Linked DNA regions of Mus musculus: region 1 is linked to region 2. A link is a contact called in public Hi-C data. All regions are on one chromosome and are shown on one strand. The core of a region is the stretch at or near the end of the contact, and the rest is flanking DNA. Distances in the headings are between cores, read along the strand shown.

Region 1 (6,851 bases), core at 485-2,984, 220 kb after region 2:
GGCCTGCCTGGTTTCATTTCCTGTCCCTTTATCCCAGTCTCCCCACCTCCCTGTGTCACTCCTTCACCTCCCTTCCCTCTTCAGCGATGAGACAAGCCTGACTTGACTGACCACCCTTAGGGTGACCTAGTTCATGTCACCCCTCTGAAGCCCCCTTTGGGTGGGCTCCCATCATCCGGTACAGCTCCCTACAGTACAGTTAGTCACATCCCACTGAAAGATGTGTCTGGGATTTTCCTCTTGAGACAGTAAACTCTATGCAAGTCTGCCTGTTCCTTCAGTGTGTGGCGTGATTATAGCTCATGGGTGATTGGATTACTTTAATGCGGCGAGTAGGCTTCCTGTTGTATGTCAGGGCTGCTCTTGTTAAAATGTGTGGATTTTGCATTTACATACTTGTTTCCATAAACAAGCTGTCACCCTCTGATACTGTGTATTTAGCTAGCTTTATGAACCAGATATAGTTTTGTGTTGTGTTACCCAAGAGGACCTCATCTCTGTGACTTTTTATCTGGTTTGGTAGATTGACTTGGACGGGTGGAGAGGGTTGGGAGAGTGGATAGAGGAGGCAGACTTTGTTTATTTTTTTTTTTAAGAAAATCCTTTAGCAATTGCAGACTGTAATAAAGTGCTCATGCTCCCGTTACTAACAGAGCAATGCTAAGCATGAATGGGAAGTCTAGCTACAAGTGACCCTTCTCGGATACCTACAGCCTCCTTCATTTTTCTTCAGACATTCTTGCAACCTGTGCCCTGTCTCTGAAAGGGCTGTAGGAAGAAGGGTAACTATCCTCTGGATCTCGATCTGCCCTTCTTCTAGAATGCCCTCGTGGAAGGACCACGCTGAAGCCTGTCACTGTCACAGTTGCTGGCCCTCACCTCACCATCATCTCCTTCCTGTCGGTCTACAAAACTCATTAGCTCCATTCTCCCGCTCTCTCCTTTCCTGAGCCTGTCTACATCTCTCCAATTCTTCCCTCTCCATCCTTCTCTCTAAGGCACACTTGTGCATCACAGCTGATTACCTCCTGTCACAGTAACCCTGACTACTTACCATCCTCCCCAGAGTTTAAACCTCTACCCTGAGGCAAAAAAAGATACCCTGCTGCCTCCTACAGGATGATCACATTGCTCATTCCCTGTGTGGCATTACCTTCCCTTGTATGGCCCTTCCCTACAGCTTATGGTCCCCCTGTGTGGCCCTCAGCCCATCCCTTTATCAGGATTCTTCATTTTCTTAAGGACCCATTTTCCTTTAAAGGCCACTCTACCTTCTCAGCCTTCAAGCCGGTGCCATTCCCAATACTCAGCCTTCCAGGGGGTCGCTCCACAGGCCTGTAAATTCTCCCTGAGCCCTCCCCATCACAGACACCTTTTCCTACTGACTGTGTCCGAGCTCCTACCACACATGAGGATTATGTCACTCCTCTGAAGAGCTTTCAAGGCCACACAAGACTGACTGAAGTAAAAGGCACAAGGAAAATCTGAGCCCCATTCTGGTCCAACAGGCTCTGAGGCAAATGCACGTATATGAAGACCCCAGTCCACTCCTTTCTCAATGGAGTTACCTCTCCCAACACTCCATCCTCATGCAGCCCCTTTCTGCTGCCATTCTTAGATTTGAGCACAAATCAATTACGACCCCCTTTTTGTCCCAGGAGTTCAGACCCATGATCCTATCCAAGACATGACGTACATCTATAGAAGGTGCCAGACTCTTCCTGGCCCTGTATTGTCTGATCAAACCTCTCTGGAAAAGAACTAGAAACAGAGCTGTCCAAGCATACGGCAAAGCTCTTTGTGGCTAGTTATTTCTTTCTAGTTCTTTCTCCAGGTTGAAAATGTTATATTTTAAATGTAGTCTTGCTTTGTGTGCTGTGTTGTGGTTGGTGGTGTGTGTTTTTATTTTTTGTTTTTTGTTTTTTCCAGATCTGCATAGAATTCTCTATAGGTAGAAAAATCTAACTCTGTACGGCTGATTGCTTTGTAAATCTTGGTGAGTCAGGGCTTGTTCATAAACAGCGAGGACATTCAGGTTCTGTTCTTTGAGGCCAGCGGTACATGAGTGGAATGCCAAAGAGCTCATTAGAATGTATAGTCATGGCACTCGTGGGAATGGGTCGGAGGAAAAGGCTGTAAATACATCTGGGGCTTCAAGTCTTGTGTGCGTATTTCAAGGAGAAATATGTGCTTGCCATTGCTATATGAAAATTAGTTTATACAAGTTCTTTAAATACCTCTTGATCCTAAGTTCTTATTTCTGGGCATTAAAACAAAATGACAAAAAGAAGAGAAAAAAGAGAAAAAGGAAAACGAGAGAGGGGAGAGACAGAGAGACAGACCAAGAGACAGACAGAGAAACAGAAAGACAGAGACAGATGGGAGGGGGAGAGGGATGCACTATAAATTTCCAACAATGGTAGATTCCGAGTGTCTACCAAGAATTCAATCAACAAGAGACTTAGGGTGAGAAGCTGGGAAAATTACCGAGCACTCCTGTTCTTTATGCCTCCTAATTACACTGTGAAGAAACTGAAGGATGTCACAAGAGCTCGCACTTCAATAAACATTTTCCAGAAATGGCATTTAAGAATCCACAGCCATCTCCCCAGGGGCCTTGAAAACCCCCTCCTGTCTGGAGAGGACTCTGGTGGTGTCCCGCTCCCTGCAACCTCTCCCTCCTTATAGACATCAGGGTTGATTTGTGGCTTGAGATTTGGCTTTACTTTCACTTCTGTTCTGTGACTTCTGAGCCACTTTCCAAAGTAGCCAAAATGACATGAAGTGACAGGCAGAGTCTGGTGGCACCCCTTTTTTGGGGGGCTCTAAAAACCTCTCCTAACTTTGCATATAGTGGGCTTCCTTATGTTCCAGTCCAGACTTTCTGTAAACTTCCTGTAACACTGCCTCGACACCAGTTAAGGAACTGGATGAGAAATTTTGTTTTCTCCTTTTCAAAGTGATGATAAGTCAGACTTTCTAAGTGGTATGTTTGACTCTCCCTGGTCTCTGGTAGCAGTTAAAGAAAGCTAAAAGTGTCCATTAATCAAGTATCTGGAAGTGAAAGGAAAGAGGAACTATCAGGGTGTCTGGTGTTAGCATAACAATTCTGGTGAAAAGCTAAAATAGAAGGGCGGTAATGTTGCTTTATCATAAATTAGCATGGATCCCATCTGCCTGTCCTAAAAGTATAATCCGCACTCTCAGCCAAGTGTGCTGGTCAATAGCAAATAGCAAAATTCCACATTGTTACCTCTTTCGACCTGGGCTAAGGCACGGTCACTTTGGCTGTAGTTATGGGTGAAGAAATGGTTAGTTTGGAAGGTGTAGACAAAGCCTGGGAGTAAATCTGAGTTGCTGTATCCGATTCTGTGGGGCAGATGTATCTCACACACACACACACACACACACACACACACACACACACACAACCACCACCACCACCACCACCACCACCACCACCACCACCACCAGCAGCACCACCACCGCTACCTTATTTGGGCAGATAGCAGGGAATGAGGCCCAGGGAGAGTTGCCTATTCTGCACTATTGATATCAGAAATGATCGATGTTTTTAGAAGGATCTCTAAAATGGAATGAGTTGTGTCATCACGTTGTGTAGGGGGTTATAAAAAGGACTTAGTTTCTCCATTACAGCATTTCTAAACTTATTGTTTTTTTTCCACGTGTGTTACACACATGAGTATACACTCGTGTTCAGGTGTGCAGACCCACGCGTGTGCCTGCGGCGAGCAGAGAACCCTCCTCCACTTTTCTTCACCTGACTTAGTTCTTCTCTCGTCTTAAACTTGACCGGAGTGTGTGTGGGTGTGCACATGTGCATGAGAGTGCACACGGATGAGTGTTCCCATGCTTGTGGGAGCTGGAGGGTGACGTGATGTTGCTCCATGGTCATTGTCTACTTTTGTCTTGTTTTGTGATAAAGATTAGTTTTTATTTTTTAAAGTGTGTGTGTGTGAGAGGGGGGGGTGGTGCCTTTGAGCACATTTCCCTCTTATTTTGTGAGACAGGGTCTCTCACTGAACCTGGAGCTCACTGATTGGCCTGTGAACCCCCGGGGTCTGCCTATCTTCACCATAAGGACTGGGGTCACAGATGCGCGCTTTTTCTATATGTTCTGAGAATCTGAACCCAGGTCATAGTGATTGAGCTGTAATCTCTTTACCCACTGAGCTGTTTTCCCTCAAAACCTAACGAGATTAAACTGAGCGACACTGATTTTAATGAGGATAGATTGTTACATAAAACTTCCAACTTCTGTGCTTAAGTGGGGAAGACTAATCCACTGTGAGTAGTTGGAGGACTGCATTAGATTATTGCTGTGTGGTTCTTAGGACTGTCACCTTCCAGCTCTGTGACAATGTTAGGTCACAGAAGCTTTCTGATCTTTACTGTCCTGGATCTGCAAAGCCTAGTGGCAATGCAGTCAAGGAGCTATTGCATAGAGAAGATATGGCATGTATCAAATGGCTCGCACTAGATGGGCACATAGTAGGCACTCAGCAAACATCACCTAATATCATTGTTATCCTATGTGCCCTATGTAGGTACAATATTCCTTTCCAAGATATCCTGGGAAAAATGCAATTAATTAAATTCTTGCAGCTCGCTTACAAAGTGAAGGGAGCTGTCCCCAGATGTAAGTAACCAGCTGATACGTTTTAATACTTTTCATAGCAACAGGGCAGAATTCAATTAATTACATTGAAAGACACCAGAAAGAAAGATAGCAGCTTTCTTTCTTCCACTGATTTTAGTCTGCATTTTTAAAAATGTTTTCCTGTGTGGGCTGCATATAGGTGTGCATATTTACATATGTGGACGCACACGCGTGCGCGGGTGCACCTGCACATTGGTGTATGTGCATCGTGGGGACCTGAAGTTGATGTTGGAAGTCATTCTCCTTCCACCCTTCTGCTGATTCCATGAGGCAGATCTCTTACTCAAACCCAGAGGGCCCTGATATGGTCTTGCGAGGCAGCTTGCTCAGGACATCTGCTATCTGTGTCTTCGGAAGCTAGAATGACAGTTAGACCCCACAACCACCTGACATTGACATGGGTATCTGGAGACCTGAACCTCATGCCGTTCCAGCAAGGCTTGAACTGATGAGCAATCTTCCCAGTCCTTAATCTGTTTTGTTTACTGAGGAATTTGGGGGAATTTCTAGGGAGCCCAGCACGCAGATGGCTTGAACTGCGCTTTGGAGAACAACATGCCCCTTCCTCGCTGTGTTGGTCCGCTTTTCTCTTGCTGTGCTAAAACACTGAGTGAAACCAAATTGCAGAGCAAAGGGTTCATTTGGCTTACAGGTTGCAATCCATCACTGAGGGGAGCCTAGGAAGGGACTCAAGACTGGAGTCAGGAACTGATGCAGAGACCTTTGAGGGATGTTGCTTACAGGCTAGCTTCCCCTAGCTTGCTCAGCTACCTTTCCTACACAGCTGGAGCTCACTTCCTAGGCATGGTACCACCCACACTGGGAGGAGCCCTCTAACATATTAGCATTTGAGAAAATGCTCACTGACATCCCCCCCAAGGGCCAATCTGATGGTGGCAATTCCTTAATATAGGTTCCCTCCTCCCGGGTATGTCTAGATGTGTTGGGTTGACAAGAAGTAAGGTAACTGCAATGTCCTCTTGCACAGGGAGCTAACACTGTTCGTAGATTCCATGAAGAGCAATGTGCCTGCTTCCCTTCCTGCACAGGAGCTGTGCACAGGAACCACGTGTTACTCCCGGTTGGTATGCACACGTTTCCTCATGTGAAGGAACATCCCGGTCATTACCTCAGCCCTAAGAGGCTTCCATCAGAGGGGAAGACAAAGGCTCCATTTCACTTTGATTGCTTCGGTATTATGGCTTCACCAGTCAGAAAGTTTACAGTCAGGGGGTCCTGTTGAGTCTGAGAAAAATGCTCTGTGTGTGTTTTTAGCACCTCTGTGTTCCACCCAGAGCGGGAAGGCCTCTGAAATGGCTTCTACTCTTTTTATACCTGAGGAAATGATGAAGCTGAGGTGATTAAGTGACTTGCCCTGAGCCTCTCAGCTAGCAAACAAGGAAACAGCAGCTCTCGTTTATTGAATGTTCTTCATGGTCCAAAAGCACTCTCCTTTGCATATTATTTCAGCTGTTTCTAATATAGGGTATAGATAATATTCTTCCCCTAATTTTACACATGAGCAAAGTCCAGAGTTCAGTAGCAACCCACTTAGGGTCATGAAGCCGGAATTAGAAAGCAGGTGACCAGTCTGTCCTGTAATTAATTGCCATGACTACCGAGCCATGGGGATTATGTAATGTCCAGAGTTTAAAAGACCATACTGAAACACTGAGCGGCCTTGATGACTCTTCCCACCCATTTACCCTGCTGGCTGAACTGGGACTAGAGCCCAGTTCTAGCTTTTCCCGCTGTGGCCTATGCTGGTTAGCTTTTACACCACTAGAACAAATTACCAGAGGGAAACAACTTAAACGATTCAAGATTTAGTCTGGCTCAGGGTTTCAGTTCAGAGTTAGCTGGACCTGTTGCTTCAGGCTTAAGGTAAGGGCGGAAACCATGGTGGTGGGAGAGTGGGGGTGGGGGTGGTGCCTGTTCACCTCATGGCACCGAGAAGAAAGGGGACCAAGTCACCCTTCAGTGGTGCACGCCCATCCATCTGCTTCTTCCAACCAGGATCTCCCTCCTGGTGTTCTTTATCTGGTGTCATTACATAATGAGCACATGAACAAGACAGTCCACTCATTGGGGCAGAGGTTTCCTCCTGATCCAGTTATCTTTAGTGATATGATCCACCACCTAAGGACCAAGTGCTCCCACACAGACTTTT
Region 2 (6,955 bases), core at 2,189-4,688:
AGTACTCTCAACCGTGTTCCCTGAGAGCGGTCTCTCAGTGGGAGTTGGGGTTGTCTGGTTACAGGTACACTGGCTGGTCAGTGAGCAGTTGGCTGTGGCTTTTCAGCCAGTGTGCCCCCCCCCCCCCACGCTCACCTCTTTACATGATGCTAGTAATCAGGTTTACACGTCATAGCAGACACTACTGACCAATTCCCCTGACTCCTAGCCCCTGTGTTATCCTATCCTCAACAGGCCCTCTTACAGAATTACTTAATTATTTTTATTTATTTATTTATTAGATATATTAGGTATTTTCTTCATTTACATTTCCAGTGCTATCCCAAAAGTCCCCCCTCCCCTCCCCCCCACTCCCACTTCTTGTTCCTGGCGTTCCCCTGTACTAGGGCATATAAAGTTTGCAAGACCAAGGGGCCTCTCTTCCCAATGATGGCCGACTAGGCCATCTTCTGCTACATATGCAGCTAGAGACACGAGCTCCGGGGGTACTGGTTAGTTCATATTGTTGTTCCTCCTATAGGGTTGCAGATGGGTCTACTTATTTTTATGTTCTCTAAAACCTCAGCGTATCTGGACCACACTCAGTTTCCTGCCCATCTACCGTGTTAGATAATGACCCAGCCGCTAATTTGACACAGTTTTTTTTTTTTCCTCTTCGAATGGTGTGGTCTTTCTAAAGCATTTCTTTGTTTACCTGATTGGTTTTTCAACTGGGGTTATCATCCTCAGGGAGACAGGCATGCTTTTGCTACCGTGAACTCCTTGTGTAATCTGATTGCCTGGTGTCAAGTGTGCACACACACACACACCCAGTTCTGCAGGGTGGGATGGATGTCAGGGCCACCCGTCTCCCACAGGATTGTGCAAGAAGAATACATGTAGGACTTTGTGCATGTGGCCATGTCTTGAGTAACCTTTTCGATGTGACTTAAACTGTTCAAATTGAGAGCTGAGCATAGTGCACACCCTGGTAGTCTGAGGAAGAGCATCCCTTGAGCCTAGGAGTTTGGGGACTAGCCTGAGCAACATAGCTACATCCTGCCCCTCCCTCAAAAGGTAAAGTGTGTATGTGTGTGTATGTGTGTGTGTGTGTGTGTGTGTGCGCACATGCATACACGTGTGTGTGCACCGTGGCATGTTTTTGGAGAACATAGAGCAAACTTCTGAGAGTTAGTTCTCTCTTTCCACTCTGTGGGTTCAGGTCTTTGGGCTAAACAGCAAACACTTTTACTTGCTGAACATCTTGCGGACCCCAAACCAGACCAGGTTCCTTACCAGAATACCTTAAAAAAAACAAAAACCAAAAAAACAAGCCAGGTGTGGTGGCGCACGCCTTTAATCCCAGAATTTGGGAGGCAGAGGCAGGAGGATTTCTGAGTTCGAGGCCAGCCTGGTCTACAAAGTGAGTTCCAGGACAGCCAAGGCTACACAGAGAAACCCTGTCTCGAAAAACCAAAAAGAAAAAAAAAAGAAAAGAAAAAAGAAAAACAAAAAACAAAACAAAAAAACCTCCAAGTTCCTAACTCATAGCTCACAACCCACAATGGTGTCATTTATGGTAAGATGGCACATTCAGTCTCCCGTAAGATGAAGGGTCAAGAGCTATTTGCACTTTTGAGGGTAGAGATTTTTAATTTCTTTTTGAAAAATGATTTGTTGGGGCTGGTGAGATGGCTCAGCAGGTAAGAGCACTGACTGCTCTTCCAAAGGTCCTGAGTTCAAATCCCAGCAACCACATGGTGGCTTACAACCATCCGTAATGAGATCTGATGCCCTCTTCTGGTGAATCTGAAGACAGCTACAGTGTACTTATGTATAATAATAAATCTTTGGGCCGGAGGGAGCAGGAACTTGAGTGAGCAGAGGTCCTAAAATTCAATTGCCAACAACCACATGAAGGTTCACAACCATCTGTACAGCTACAGTGTACTCATATATATAAAATAAATAAATCTTAAAAAAAAGTAAAGAAAAATGATTTTTTTTTTTTATTTATGTGTGTCTGTGTATGCATGCGAGCCCATAGAGACTAGAGGAGAAGATCATGGATGCCGGGGAACTGAACACGGGTTCTCTGCAAGAGCAGCACCTGCTTTTTAACTGCTGAGCTCTCGCCAGCCCTGTTTGGGTTTTGTTCTTTGTTTTGGTTTGTGTTTTAAGTTATAGACAAAAGAAGATTGCCTCAGCCCACGGTTCTGGCTCAAGGTTGAGGGGCTGTGTCCCGTGATGACCTCTGGAGAATTCCGAGGTTACTCGGGGTATTACACGGTGAGCCTGGCCAGTGGTGCTGAGTGTTAACAAGGGAATTGTTTAACTGGAAATCTGAACGATGGGGCCAAAAGCATTTTTAAAACGTGGGCTCGTGGGTTTATTTGCTTTGAGTGAAATGAAAATATCTGTAGTACTTCTCAGCCGTGCTCCGTAAGCTAAGCCAGTTAAACTCTTTAGAGCACAGAAAAGATGAAGAAGGAAGTGATGGGGACAGGGCGAGAAGAGAGAGGAGAGGGCCATGTGATCAAAATACACTCTATATGCATATGAAAATATAATGAGACTCATATATAACTAATAGAACAAAAATGTCTCTAATAGTTTCAGGAAAACCTTCAAATATCTAGCATTCGGATGTTTAAATACAAATTTAGGCTCCCCCCCCCATTGTTTTCTTTTATTGAAAAAAAAAGATGCTGGGTTTGGAGAGATGGCTCAGCAGTTAAGAACATTGACTGCTCTTCTGGAGGCTGGGGTTCAAATCCCAGCACCCACAGGGCAGCTCACAACTGTCTTTAACTCCAGTTCCAGGGGATCCTGATATTCTCACACAGACATACCTGGAGGCAGAACACCGATGTAAATAATATTTTTAAAATTAGGAAAATGATAGATTCTTTTCTCATACACTATATCCTGATTACAGTTTCCCCTCCCTCTACTCCTCCCAGTTCCTCCTCCCCTCCCCCCTCCCCTCCCCCCTCCCCTCCCCCCTCCCCTCCCCTCCCCTCCCCTCGCCTCCGGACCCACTCCCTTTCTGACTCTCATTAGAAAAGAACAGGCTTCTAAGAGACAACAACCAACATGACAAAATGTAATAAGATGAAACAAAAGCTATCATATTGAAGTTGAACACGGCAGCCCCACAGGAGGAAGAGAGTCCCAAGAGCAGGCACATGAGTCACAGGCCCATTCATTCTCATGGTCAGGAATCCCATAAAGATGCTCAGCTGATAGCTAGTGCAGACCACTGTGGGCCCGTGACTGCTGCTTCAGTCTCTGGGAGCCCGTATGCACTTTGATTATGATTCAAAGGGCTTTCTTCTCCTGGTGTCCTCCACCCCCTTTGGCTCTTACATTTTCTGCTTCCTCTTCCACCGGCTCCCCTGAGCTCTGAAGGGAGGGATTTGATGGAGACCTGCATGTTTAGGTGGTCCTAATGAGTACTAGTAATGAGGGGTGCAGAGTCTCAGCTGGTCATCTTTTGTACCCAGGTGAGGCATCCAGTGGCAGGACTAGGTTGTATTCACCTGAATTGCTGGCCAAGGGGGTCCCATGGAAATCCCCAAACACCCCACACTGATGCTGAGACAAAAGGTTGCTCTCTGAAAACTGGCAACAGGGCCACATTGCTGAAGACAACACCCACACAACTCATTGAGCATGGAGAAGCCAAGCTGTGCCCGTGTGGAGTCTTAACCCCTGTGTTCTAGTCTCTCTGGTAAAGGAACACACTCTGCAGGCTACCTAGAGAGAAACATGAACACCATCCCAGCCACAAAACCTTCCACCTACAATCTATCCTGCTGCAGAATATGCTAAGGCAATGGTAGCACAGGACTTGTGGGCATAGCAACCAGCCAGTGTCTGATTGGACCTAAGGCCCACTCCAGAAGAAACCCACACAAAACACTGCTTGGGTAACAGAGAACCAGAGACTAGATAGCTCAGAGACCTAGAATAAAACCAAACAGCTACTGATCACAAACAAACAAGACCTAGAATAAAATCTAACAACTACTGATCACAAACCAACCAACTAACAATTCTAATGATAATCTTCTACAATTATAAATCAGAGCTTTATCCAAGGCTTATCAGAAAGGGTTCCTCTGGCAGCAGATGGTAACAGATTCAGAGACCAGCAACCAGACATTATGCAGGGGTGGGGGGGGGGAGGGGAGAGAGAGAGAGAGAGGGAGAGAGAGAGAGAGAGAGAAGGAGGAGGAGGAGAGAGATGGGAGAGAGGGAGAGAGGAGAGGGGAGAGAGATGAGAGAGAGGGAAAGAGAGGAGAAGGAGAGGGGAGAGAGAAGAGAGATGGGAGAGAAAAGAGGGAGGGAGAGGGAGAGGGAGGGAGAGAGAGAGAGAGAAAGGAGGAGAGGAGAGAGAGATGGGAGAGGGAGGGAGGGATAGAGAGGAGAGGGGAGAGAGATGAGAAAGAGATGAGAGAGAAAGGGAAAGAGAGAGGAGGAGAGGGGAGAGAAGAGAGATGGGAGAGAAAAGAGGGAGGGAGAGGGAGAGGGAGAGGGAGGGAGAGGGAGAGGGAGAGGGAGAGGGAGAGGGAGAGGGAGAGGGAGAGGGAGAGGGAGAGAGAGAGAGAGAGAGAGAGAGAGAGAGAGAGAGAGAATCTTAAGCCTAAATTCTCTGTTTACATCCAAAGTACATTAAATGACTTATTCAAAGCTATGCTCATTATGGCCACAAGGTGGCAGTACAGGAAAACCTATGGCATTTTTGTAGCCAAGCAGAAGTAACCAGGAGGAGCAGTGTGGACACCACCCTCATTTTGCCCAGTGTTTTGGGCTAGATGATCTTGTCTAGATATATTTTAGCCAACATGAACCCTGAGGATTGGATATTTTTGCTGGGCCATTCATAGTTCTGCCAAGTTTTATTATTTTATGGTAAAATCAAAATGAACAATAATAAGTTCAAATCAGAAGTCCATTATACAGAGGGAATGGGGAAGAGGGCTGGGGGGAGGAGGATCAACAGGAATGAAGATACATGAAAACGGTGTAACAAGATGCACTATTCTGTATGTGTTTTAAAAGCTAGCATGATTAATGATTAATAATACTCTGCTGACATTGAATTAGATTTTTATCCCCCAAATGATGGGTTTTACATAATCAATTTTATGAAGAAGTAAAGTATTGTATTCAGATCTGTCTTATTGGGAAATGCTGAAATCACCTGTAGAGTATTAAAGTGTAAGATCTCTGTAGAGCCGAGTGTGATCACACAAGCCTATAATCTCAAAGCCCGGGAGGTGGAAGTCGGATCTGTTGTGAGTGTGAAGCCAGACTGAGTTAATGAGACCCCATCTCAAAACATTTTTTGATAAATTAAATAGGTCTTTAGGGAAGTATTTGCCCCAGCACTACAGCTAGCATTCCCCTCTTTTTCCCTTTCTTTGGCTTTGGCTTTGATTTAAGACTCAGAAACTAAAAGCATTCTTAGGTTCTAAATCCCGTGTCTTATGCCTGACTGGTCTCTGCCCCACCCCACACAGGGATGTGTGGATTTTAGGCTGACTTTGACAGGATTGCAGGCGTGTACCATCACAGCCTGTTTCATATGATGCTGGAAGTGAACCTGGAGCTTCATGCGTGCCAGGCAAGTCCTGTCAATGGAGCTACATCCCTAGCTCTTTCTTCTCTTGTGTGTGAGTGTGTGTACATCTATTTCTGTGTAGTGTGTGTATAGTATATGCATATGTTTATGTATGTGGAGTATATGTAATGGGTACAGTATGTTTATGTGTGCATGTGTGTGTATATATGTGTGTAGTGTGTGTGTATACTTCTATTTGTGTGTAGTGTATATAGTGTTTGTTAGTGTGTTTACATGTGTGTATAACTGTGTGTATATATGTGTGTATGTGTATGTATACTGTATGTAGATAGTATGTTTATGTCTGTATATATGTGTATGTTGCATATAGTATATGTGTGCGTATGTGTGTATTGCATGCATGTGTATAGTGCAAGTATATGTGTGTATAGTGTGTTTATGTGTGTGTATATGTGTGTGTATGTGCCCAGTGTGCCTGTGTGTAGTGTGTGTGTATGGTATATTATGTGTGTGAGTGTGTGTGTGTGTAGTGTATGTATATATGTGTGCATGTGTGTATCTGTGCAGAGGCTTGTGTCACGTGTCTTCCTCACTTCCCACTCTATTTCTGAGGAAGAATCTTACACTGAACTGAGAGCTCCCTGATTTGACAAAACTCACTGGCCAGGAAGCTCCGGGAATCCTCCTGCCTCCACCTCCCCAGTGCTGGGTTTATAAGCATCTCCTACCCTGTCTGTCCTTCAAGACAGATGCTAGGGAACAAACTCGGCGCATGCTTATGTGGCAAACACGTTGCTGACTGAACCACCTGCCCAGCTACTCTGCTTTTATTTAAAATTTGCCCTGATTCATAATCGTACACATTTATGGGGGTAGTATAATGGTTTGGGATATGTGTATATCTTGTAGTGATCCAATGAGGGTCATGAGATTAAAAAACAACAACAACAACAAGCAAAGAAGTTAGTATCTAGAGATTCAAAAGACTGTGCACAGGGTTTTAATCTACAGAACACCCCAGAGGGACTTTGGAAAGCTACATCTAATGTGGCACTCGGGCTTCATCAGGGAGGCTGTCTCCTGCCTAGCCTGGCTCTGAGCACCAAATGCACGTGGGGCCTGCCCCTTGCTACCACAACAAAGAATTTAGTACAAATTTCTGTCGCTGTGGACTACCTAATTTGACTAGAGACTCGTTCCTAAGAAATCTGTGGGAAGCAGAGTCCCACAGTGGTCACTGCACTTCCCAGCCTTCCGTGTACAGACCTGTCGCTGTCCCCGGAACTCAACACTCATATACACAGCACTTTAAGGGATTTTTACACGTATGACAAGGTCCCAATTGAGTTGACCTGAGGGTGTAATGGTTCTGCTCGGCTGGTCTGA

What was found. Hi-C and Micro-C count contacts between places; a contact is called where the count stands out from the background.
Region 1: a contact with region 2 is called in a Hi-C map of the N1E-115 cell line, with 9 times the contacts expected there. The contact joins two enhancer-like sites. A contact is called at or near these places in 8 of 484 Hi-C or Micro-C datasets (the C2C12 cell line, the N1E-115 cell line, embryonic stem cells and 5 more), 2 of 115 datasets of contacts at active chromatin or transcription factors (differentiating embryonic stem cells and stem cell-derived neural progenitor cells) and 2 of 9 other capture datasets (embryonic stem cells and liver).

The regions. Positions count from the first base shown.
Region 1 is chr5:66,916,432-66,923,282 of GRCm38.p6, forward strand. All of the region lies in intron 3 of Limch1 (LIM and calponin homology domains 1), which reads left to right. Among named protein-coding and RNA genes, the nearest start is that of Gm52776, 26 kb to the left of the region's middle. Within about 2 kb of position 1,735, at least 44 of the 459 cell types and tissues checked have an H3K27ac peak or open chromatin away from gene starts, as enhancers often do. A contact at or near this core is called in the N1E-115 cell line, where this site is marked.
Region 2 is chr5:66,692,588-66,699,542 of GRCm38.p6, forward strand. No RefSeq gene overlaps it. Among named protein-coding and RNA genes, the nearest start is that of Uchl1os, 20 kb to the left of the region's middle. Within about 2 kb of position 3,439, at least 2 of the 459 cell types and tissues checked have an H3K27ac peak or open chromatin away from gene starts, as enhancers often do. A contact at or near this core is called in the N1E-115 cell line, where this site is marked.